Linked DNA regions of Danio rerio: all the other regions are linked to region 1. Evidence: chromatin contacts called from public Hi-C and HiCAR-type data. All regions are on one chromosome and are shown on one strand. The core of a region is the stretch at or near the end of the contact, and the rest is flanking DNA. Distances in the headings are between cores, read along the strand shown.

The links. A called contact is a pair of places that touch in the nucleus more often than the background predicts. HiCAR-type assays count read pairs that join an accessible place to other places.
Region 2: a contact with region 1 is called in a HiCAR-type map of caudal fin, with 11 times the contacts expected there. The contact joins the enhancer-like site here to the promoter of ing1 in region 1. A contact is called at or near these places in 4 of 18 Hi-C or Micro-C datasets (caudal fin, embryo, hematopoietic stem cells and 1 more) and 1 of 4 datasets of contacts at active chromatin or transcription factors (caudal fin).
Region 3: a contact with region 1 is called in a Hi-C map of hematopoietic stem cells, with 5 times the contacts expected there. The contact joins the promoter of sik1 here to the promoter of ing1 in region 1. A contact is called at or near these places in 5 of 18 Hi-C or Micro-C datasets (caudal fin, embryo, hematopoietic stem cells and 1 more) and 2 of 4 datasets of contacts at active chromatin or transcription factors (caudal fin and embryo).

The regions. Positions count from the first base shown.
Region 1 is chr9:9,064,125-9,067,409 of GRCz12tu, forward strand. It overlaps ing1 (inhibitor of growth family, member 1), which reads right to left and starts at 1,597. Exons shown (of 4, transcript NM_001040356.1): 1 at 1,426-1,597; 2 at 1,280-1,336; 3 at 964-1,136. The coding sequence starts at 1,105.
Region 2 is chr9:9,233,462-9,236,746 of GRCz12tu, forward strand. No RefSeq gene overlaps it. Among named protein-coding and RNA genes, the nearest start is that of sik1, 36 kb to the left of the region's middle. Within about 2 kb of position 1,745, at least 27 of the 62 cell types and tissues checked have an H3K27ac peak or open chromatin away from gene starts, as enhancers often do. A contact at or near this core is called in caudal fin, where this site is marked.
Region 3 is chr9:9,197,659-9,200,943 of GRCz12tu, forward strand. It overlaps sik1 (salt-inducible kinase 1), which reads left to right and starts at 1,702. Exons shown (of 13, transcript NM_001126383.1): 1 at 1,702-1,858; 2 at 1,976-2,121. The coding sequence starts at 1,702.

The DNA of each region.
Region 1 (3,285 bases), core at 347-2,846:
ATCATTGTATTTATTTATTTTTTGTAAAAACAACTTTACTTATGTCTTCTGCGCTAAATTAGGGTGTGCATCAGGGTGTATTACAGGCAATACGAAGCTTACATGTTGTACTGCTGACTCTAATAGCAATGTCATACTGACTGTAGTAAACATGGACCCTAACAACCTGACAATGTTTTTTTAGAGCACAAAGTGTTCTTGAAACTTCATATGACTAAAGTTGAACCGATGAAGTCACGTAGAAAATTTTGGCAATGTTTTACTTCCTTTTCTGGACTGTCTAAAATATCTTAGTTTGTGTTCCTGAGATGAATGAAGGTCTCAGACATGAGGGCGAGTAATTATTATTAACTTTTATTTTGGGGTGAATTACTACTATAATCAATCTTATTAATAAAGAATCTCGTTAATGACATGAACAAATCCCTCAGTAAAAAAGCTAACCGCAGGAGATTTCTAGCTTTTTTAACTATAAAAACAATTCGTGAAATCAGATTGCCCCTGTAGTGACTCCTAGTAACTTAATGCCCAACCACGTTTGACAGAAACGTTACACGGAGTTGCTAACAATATGGTTTGTGTATATACTGTTTCTATGATTTTTTTTCAAAGCACACAACATCAGCACACAGTTGTGATTTCAAGCTACGTGATTATTGTAACAGGAAGTTTGGTGGCGCTAGACGCTGCCAGACTCCATCCGAACAGGATGTGTGGCGATTACATAGAAACCGCTAAATAATGTGCACAACAATAGCAAATGCATTTACTCAATATACTTAATAAACTGGGCAGCTTTACACTCGCAATATTGCCTGTTTCAAACTTGCCTGTTTCACGTGCTAACGTTAACAGTTAGCCGCTAGCCAGCTAGCTAGTGTGACATTTAACACCCGTTGCTCAAACAATGCAGTGTTACTGTGCTTACACTTCTGCCATGTGGAAATGTCTGTAATCTCTCACCTTGATATTTGGCGTCTATTTCCTTCATAAGAGACACACATCTTTGTAGGTCCAAAGGCAAAGACTCAACCAGCTCCAGGTACTCCTCAACATAGTTCACCACAACATGAGACGACTCGCCGTTTGATGAAGGATTCAGCATCTTTTCAAACGCATTTAGGATGTTGATAAATCTGTGATAAATCAATTTTAATAATTATCCTATGCTATGGCCTTTGTTTTAAAAAAAATAAAGGCTGCTGAGAAAAGTTACTAAGGTGTTAGTAGTAGTATTGAGTTGTTCAGGACCAGTGACGATTCTATGGCGGAGACCTACCTCATGAATATTAATATCTTTACGCTGACGTTGATGTGTAACCTTCCAACCGAGTGTCTAGGAAAGCAAAATATGATTAATATTCATTACAGAAGCTGTTATGTATGAATATTTTTCACAAAATAAACTGTAAAAAAAACGTTTACAGTGGCACGACGCGTGGTGGCGTCTGTCAGCAAGACTTCAACGGTCATTTCGAAGGATAGAAATTAAAATGCTCTGCATGTTATTTTAGGATTAGATGGGTTTAGTGGAGTTTGGATTGTGGAATAGAAAAATACAGAGGAAAAATGACTGTTGACTACGCACAACCCCAAGTAGCCTTATTTGAGTTTGAAAGATGCAAGGAGTTCAAAATAGCCTGAGCCGTCATATGAGTTGTTTACAGACTTGCTGCATATTATCACTCATCAATTATATTTTGTTAAGGATATAATAATAATAATAATAATAATAATAATAATAATAATAATAATAATGAAAGAAAACATAAAAAATTGTCAGAGAGAAAGCATAAAGTATAAATGCCCCAGTTTACTTTGTGTAGTAATTAAGAAACGGTCAAGCCAGATTAAAGACATTCTCTATGCTGAAACAGATTGTGCAAAGAAGTTTCCAAAGAAATGCATTGAGATTAAATATATTGATATCGTTATCTTTGGCAAATTGGCATGGAGCATGTGTTGCAACAGAGAAACACACATTAGACGAGAAAAATTATACTGCATGTAAGCAAATGATTAATAAACCATTTAAATGCATATTTTAGGAGGAAAGTTGTGTGCTTTAGGGAGGATTGTTTACCCAGGTGAAAAAAATATATAACTAAATGCAACTAAAATACACTTAAATACCCGCAAATACATTTTTAGTACATTGTTTTTTGTTTTTTTGTGTTAAATAAAAGTTTGATGGTTTTACACTATAAATATACTAATTAAAAGTATGTTTATACTTCAGTAGGACTTTAGTACACTTGACAAAAGTATACCAAATACCAGTAATACTTAAATAATTTTTTAGTGTACTACAATAAAGTACACTACAGAAAAACATCCAAAAGACTTTTATTAGTGTGTTTTTCAAAAGTGTGCTTTAAATGCTTTAAACATTAGTTGATTTAAGTACACTGTTTACATACTAATCCTAAGTTTAAAATAAGTTAATATATAAAAAATCTATTTGTAATGTATTGTAGTAGAAGTACATTTTCCCAAAAGTTGTACTTAAGTACACTTAATGTGAATGCAATATTATCACTAACACTTAAATTGATTTTGAGTGTGGTAATTTTAAGTTTTTAAGTAATTTTAAGTAGAAGTACATTTTCCCAAAATGTCTTTACAATTCATATATGTGCTGTAATGTTGCATATATTTATATTTTTGTGTTCTCAGTTTTTTGCTAAGTTTTTGTTCTGTCCCCTAAGGTATTTTTTGGACTTGTGGTTTATTGCACAAAAAAGATTAAAGTGTTTTGATGAAGCACATATGCTGTTTTCTTTGTACACACATTATCCCAGGTAAAAAAAAAAGAAGTGCACTAAAATGCACTTTATTTAAGTATACTTAGTACACTTTTCTGTAATGTACTATAAGTGCTCTATTTTCGCACACTAATTTTGTACTTAATGTACTAAAAGATAGTATTAAGTATATGTTAAGATAAACTTAATACCATCTAAGTGCACTCAACTGTGCTATTTTGAGACACACTGAAATTGAACTAAAATGTGCTTTTAACATACTATATCTGTATTTTAAAAATATATGTTTAGTTACAACTAGAAATACACTTGAACCCTAATTTTAAATATTTAAATATATTTATGACTAATTTAAAGTATAATAGTAATATATTAAAAGAATATTCAAATTGTTAAAAACGTGTGCTAAATACTGTATTAAAAGTGCTCTATTTTCCTAAACTAATTTTGTATTTAATGTACTAAAAAGTTGTATTAAGTACATTTTGAAATAAACTTAAGTACATCTAAGTGTACTCAA
Region 2 (3,285 bases), core at 495-2,994, 170 kb after region 1:
TTAATAATAAGCATGAATTTGGATGTTAATACTGCAGACTTTGATTAATTAAACCTGTAGAAGTATTTTTCATAATTTTGTCATGTTAATAAACACATAAAATAACATTAATTAATGAAACCTTATTGTAAAGTACAAAAATGCAGCTATTTTCTAATCTGTGATTTACTAAACCCATAATTTACTCATTTACTCAAGGCACCCTTTCTTCCAGTCAAATCTAGTGTGAACTGCATGCACAGATAAGAGAGACAAAAATTGCCTTCCTGTCTATTCAGTGGTGGTATCGGTCAGTGTTGACCATGCATTATGTATCCTTATTCTTATCTTGAGGCAATACTGATTGTCTGAGACAGCGTCGTTGGTGGCTGAAGAGGCCAATACAGGAGAGGCATTCTTTGCCACAGAAAACTTTCGACGAACTTGCTTGTCTTCCGCCGCACACATCAGGTTTTTGACTTAAATCAGTCTCAAAAGTAGAAGTTGTTAATGGCTGCTGCTCACAGGAAGTTACACAAAACGGTTTATAAACGTGTTTTTCTTATGAAAAATGCATCAATTTGCAAAGAACTTTATTCACACAATATTTATTGTATAATAATAATAATAATAATAATACCAACAATTATAATAGTACCTTTTTTATTTAAAATAAATCTAAATATATTTATATATTTATTTATAACAAATAATATAAATAAATGGGGTATGGAGGGCTTTTGAGAAGAGGCCATGGTCCTGGTCCAATGCAAAAGACAGTGATGACATTAGAATACAACTATGCACAATTCTGAATAATTTCTAAATGAAATTATGAGGTGAATAATTATGCTATACACATATTCTTGCACTCTGTCATTGACTACATATAAATAGACTATTTTCAAATAAAAAAAAATGTCATTATCAGATTCTCTCTTGCATATTCAACATGTAGAGCAGATATATACTGCCACTCACAATCAGTAAATGTTTATTCACACACAGAAGACTCACTGCGGACACTCCGTTAATCTCTCCAATGTCTCTTCTCAGAATATTACCTAAACATTCATTTTTTTCACAAAAATCATTCAAAAAGATTATAAAGAATTTGTGAACTTACTAGACCAGTCATTATCCATTCTCAATGTTTACTGGATTTAAAAATAACTCTTCATTAAACCATATTTGTACTTATATAATATAAAATGCAACACCAAGCAACATTATTACAACATTTTTGCTATTCCAAATAAAATTGCTATTACTGGAATTTTACACTTTTACACACTCTTTACACTCTCCAATCACTACCACCCCAAAAATTGCCTATATGTGAGGTAACAGAATACAAGATGTTTAAAACCAGAAGCGTCAATATAGTCTGTTATTTTGTCTGTGAGGAGTTTTGCAGACTCCTTTTCCTTCTAAGAATGTGGTCATGGGAGATAGGATTTGTAATCGTGCTCCACTGAATGTCAAATGGCTTCCTTGGCGGAAAAAAGGGCACAAGCCTAAGATACGTCACGTCACGCTCATCTAATTTTGGCAGTGTGTCAAATGTATAGTCCAGAATGTTTACTTAGGAGATAAACAGCTGCGCAGTTAGTAGAAGGGAAGCGACCTCATTGCCTCCAGTGATTTTGGGTCAAGGAGCCGATGTCTGTTGCTGAGCCTTGGGTTTTATTCTGCCTTGTTTGCACCGACTGTCACCTCTGTTTGTGCCGCCGACAGCAAAGCACCGTGGGACCTGTGATGTCATCCATGTGTGAGTGCACTTAAGGCCTTCCCACACCGAGCTATTAAAATTCAAAGCGCTGTGCGAGACAGTGTCGTATCTCACAGGAATGAACTTCTCTCTCTTTCTCTCTCTCTCTCTCCGCATAGGAAAACACAAGTTAGATAACACACAGCTTGATGAACATGATCAGGTTACACACTAAAGTGACAATAAACAGCCTTTGTTTATGTAATCGAAAAACTCGTCGATGACGCAAAGAGCGCGTCGTTTATTTTCATACTTGTAGGTGTTTGCATTTTTATCAAACTATAAAAACATTGACAGAAACAGAGAGCTGAATTAACAAAACGGACCGGTTGATAACCGAACAGGAAAGGAAATATACAGCAGTGTACAAAAACGAGTCACTTAAATTAAAGTCTTTTGTTAGCAATTGTCAACTGGATTAATTGACCTGATAGAGTTTAACTGAACTCTAGAATTTTTTGACCATAAAAATAATGCTTCAAAACTGATGTGAAATAGAAAAAAAAAAAATATGTAGTTATATTTATAGGTGCGCATAGATTATTTTTTAAATCAAGATTAATCTTACGGTAACTTTGGAATTCATCTAGATTAAAATGGCTCATTTGAATACTGCCGAAGGCATTCAGAAAATGTGTGCGCTTCCCAAATAATGTCTTTGAGAATGGGTTTCTCAAGCCAGGTGGCACATTAGACCAGGGGCTCATCTCCTGTTTCCACAAAGTATCACAAACTGCTTGAGAAACTGTTCTATAATTTATGGTGATGAACAGAAAATTACATTTAATGAGATGTAAACACCTTAATTATATTATTGTCTAAGGCAAATAACTAACTACAGATGTCCATGTAAGCCTAGTGTCTTCAAAGTAAGTGAAAGTGAAAAATCCAGAAGGGCGTCCTGCTGATTTGATTCAGAAGGGCACTTGTTTGTCAGACGAATCACCGGTCAGGTATACATCCGCGATAAAATATCGAGGTGAAAGTCACCTTAGCTTGCGTAAAATAGACCCAGCTCCCAACGCAACTTTGAGAATAGATTAATGGCAATTTTTTTTTATCAGGTGATAAGACACAGCACGTTAATGCCACCAATATTTATGTCATATAAAAATAATGCACCATAGGCTCATTCTGAAAATGTAGCCCTATATACAGTAAATTACAGTACAGTATTACAGACATCCCAGGATGTCCTTCGAAAAAGAGTAGGGGTTTAACCCCGGCATCCTGGCCAAATCTGCCCACTGGTCTCTGTCCATCATGGCCTCCTAACAATACCCATATTCCAATTGGCTTCATCACTGTCTCCTCTCCACCAATCAGCTGGTGTGTGGTGTGCGGTCTGGCGCAAAATGGCTGCCGTCGCGTCATCTAGGTGGATGCTGCACACTGGTGGTGGATGAGGAGATTCCACCATTGTGTAAAGCGCTTTGAGTGCCCAGAAAAGCGCTACATAAAAGTAATTATTATTATTATTATTATTTCTGGACATCGCAAATTATGTAGGCTGAAGTATGTATGGCTGCATTCCG
Region 3 (3,285 bases), core at 452-2,951, 130 kb after region 1:
TGTTTTATATTTAAATTATCCTTGGAATTTTTTGTCGCCTGTTTTCACTGTATTTGTAAATTACTAATGTACAAAAAAAAATAATAATTCAGTATCCTTCCTTCAAGTCAGTTTGTGATTTACTTTCTTTACTAATATCCAACTGTTTAATATAATTATGCTCTATGTATGACATCAAGTAGTTAGGGCCATTAAAACATGCATAAACGAATGTATTTCCTCATTTCTGCAGAGGTTTGAACTGTTTTCTCATACACTCCACATAATGCAGGAATAAATCAAGTCCCTTTTAACAACATGTGCAGATATGTCAGCTGACAATAAATAAATAAATTAATAAATAAATAAGTAAATGAATGAATAAATAAAAATGGTTAATGCATACACTCAAAAAGTACTTTAATGCTTGTTCAAACTACTTATTTAAAATGAGTTAAAGCAATACAGTTCTTATGTTGTTTTTTGTGACAACTTAATTGTTTTATGTTCAATCCACTTAAACTTGTATAAACGATTAAGTTGTGTTGTGACAACCTGAAGAAATTGTGTGGAACCCAGCATTTTCTTACGGTGTAGGCTATTTCTATTACACCATTTCTCCAAAGCAAACATGCACTCTCATTAGAATCATAGCTCTGTGTTTTTTTTCCTCATGAAGCCTTCAGAGTCCGCATGCCTTCCAGCAGGTGGAGCAGAGACTCTGAGAGCCTCAACACAGCACACACAACAGCTTGAGAGCGGCGACACATCTCTGCCACTGGCGTCATCGGCCTCATCACCAAGCAACCCCTCCATCAGCACTGGCGTCACCATACGACGAGCCCGCACTGTTGCCCGGCAACTTGTGCCTTGTGCGCTCGCCCGGCCTCGCGCCCCGCTCCGCTCCGAGCTCTGACGCGAGTATGACGTTAATGAGGCGGGTATCAGTTTGTTATAGCAGAGGGGGAGGAGGCGGAGTCACCGAACACACCAGGAGCCAGCAGCGCTTCTCTCATGCCAGCAGAAGCGCACTGGCCGGAGCGGCACCTTGTACATAGTCGCGCGCTCCGCCAAAAGTGTATATCGCTGTACATATGAATTATCATCAAGATAGCCAACAAACAAACATAAGTTTCCTTCACGGTTGGCACGAGGAATGACTTGTAAATGCAAATGTAAAAACCATTTGTGCTGTGGAAGGAGGTGGAAATTATTCGCGAGTTAAAGGTAAGAGCGGCTTATATTTGTTTTTTATATTCATTTGTTTTATTGATTAATCATATATGTAGACTTTGTAATTGTATAGCAATATTTTTTTTTATTTGTTTGATTTAATGGCATCTGACAGAATTTCAAGGACATATGTGAACAGTGCGCGCTGCGTTTACTTGTTCGTGTTCAGTCTGAAGTTTATAGTATTGTACTATTTGTTAGTTCATTTTCATATATAAAAAATAAAATGCTGAAAGTGTATTTTAATATATTTTAAATAAATGTTTAGATTTATCAGGGGATTGCTTTATAAATCAATACGTGTTTTGTGAAGCTTGTGATTGGATTGCATGTGTTTATGAGAATCAATAGATAATAATTTTTATTCTCCCTCTGAATATGTTCATGAACTTCCATAATATTCATGCACGTTTATAATTTCGTGTTTCTGGTCTATTGCAGATCATTTAAAGGTATCGCTGCGCTTAAGCACACACAAACACCGGCATCATGGTGATCATGACGGACAGCAGGACGGGCTCTCACTCAAGCTGTGCCCAGGCGAGGCCTCTTCAAGTCGGCTTCTACGAGATCATCAGAACCCTCGGCAAGGGGAACTTTGCTGTGGTGAAACTAGCCAGACACAAAGTAACGAAAACACAGGCAAGTTTCTTGCATTATGCAACGCATACTATTTGTAAATCATTTGTAAATTTGTTATTTTGTTTTTATTAAATTATTAATATTATTATTAACAGTACTGCACAATACATTCTGCATTAAGTAACCACATTTTATTTCATTTTCATGCAGGTTGCGATTAAAATAATTGATAAAACAAGACTGAACTCTGCTAATTTGGAGAAGATCTACAGGGAGGTTCAGATTATGAAGCTGCTTAATCACCCTCACATCATAAAGCTCTATCAGGTAAATGATGGGATTTTTAAAATGAATGATGTCATAATTGCAAAGACTAGCCCGATGAAATCCCTGGATTAATGTCTGTTAAATTGAGGGATTCTTGTGTATTTAATTTTAAGCTTGCTCGATGACATTGAGAAAGTGTGGTTTAGAAGTGAGTGAGTGTCTTAAGTGTTGGTTAGGCATATGGTGAGGTGCTTTTCCCTGGAAGTACATCTGGATTGCATGCAATGTATAAATAGCCCGAAGTTACTTTATCAGTTGCATCTAGCCACTTCAGTGCACTGTTAAATATTTTGGCAGGCTACCAGGAATTGCTTTATTTGACTATAGGTTGGGTTACTTGAAATTAAAGTAATTAATAATTAAATTGCTTGGCTTTTATGGTTTACCGTTATATCAGACTAATTTGTCTCCAAAATGTGTGCTTGACAATGAAAAATCAATCAAAATGATGTGTGGGACAGAGAAGTAGAAAGTGTTTCTGGACAGAAGGATACAGGGTGTAAATCTCCGACTTAATTAGCACGGGTGGAAATCGAGAGCAATGTGGCTGCAGAGTCACGTGAAGCTGGCTGTCTGTAAGGAGGAAAAATCTCTAAGAAGCACAATCTGATTTGATCCCTAGGCTTGTTTTGTCACCATAGTTTGGCTCGAGGACTCATGCAAACAGTGGCAGGCTAATACAGGGTGCAAAAGCGTCAGCACATTCTTTCTCTCATAGCCTGTAGCATTTCAGTTTGTTTCGTTCGGATTTGGCGGATTATATTTGCAAAGCAAGGTTGCGAGGAACTAAAATCCTTGGAAATAACATCACACCTCAGTGCTTTGAATCTGACCCCTTACATTTGTGAGAGGCGGAAGTTTTGGGAACTGAGCTGGAGCATTTGTAGTTTGATATGAGCTGCATGTACCATCTGTACGCTCTTTCATAATGATTAATTAAAGCATATCATAATGCTGAGGACTGCAGTGTCAGTGAGAGTCCTAGATATTCAACTGGTTTTGTTCCCACTTTAGTGTCAGATAACCTCGAATGTACTTCTCCTTTCATAACTGGAGTGCTGTTTATTTAAAGGAGAAAGCTCTTGAAATGAAAAATGTGGAAGTAGTGACCCATGACCCTTCATGACAAATTGTTTCCATTCTCTTGCTTCTTTTACAAAGAGT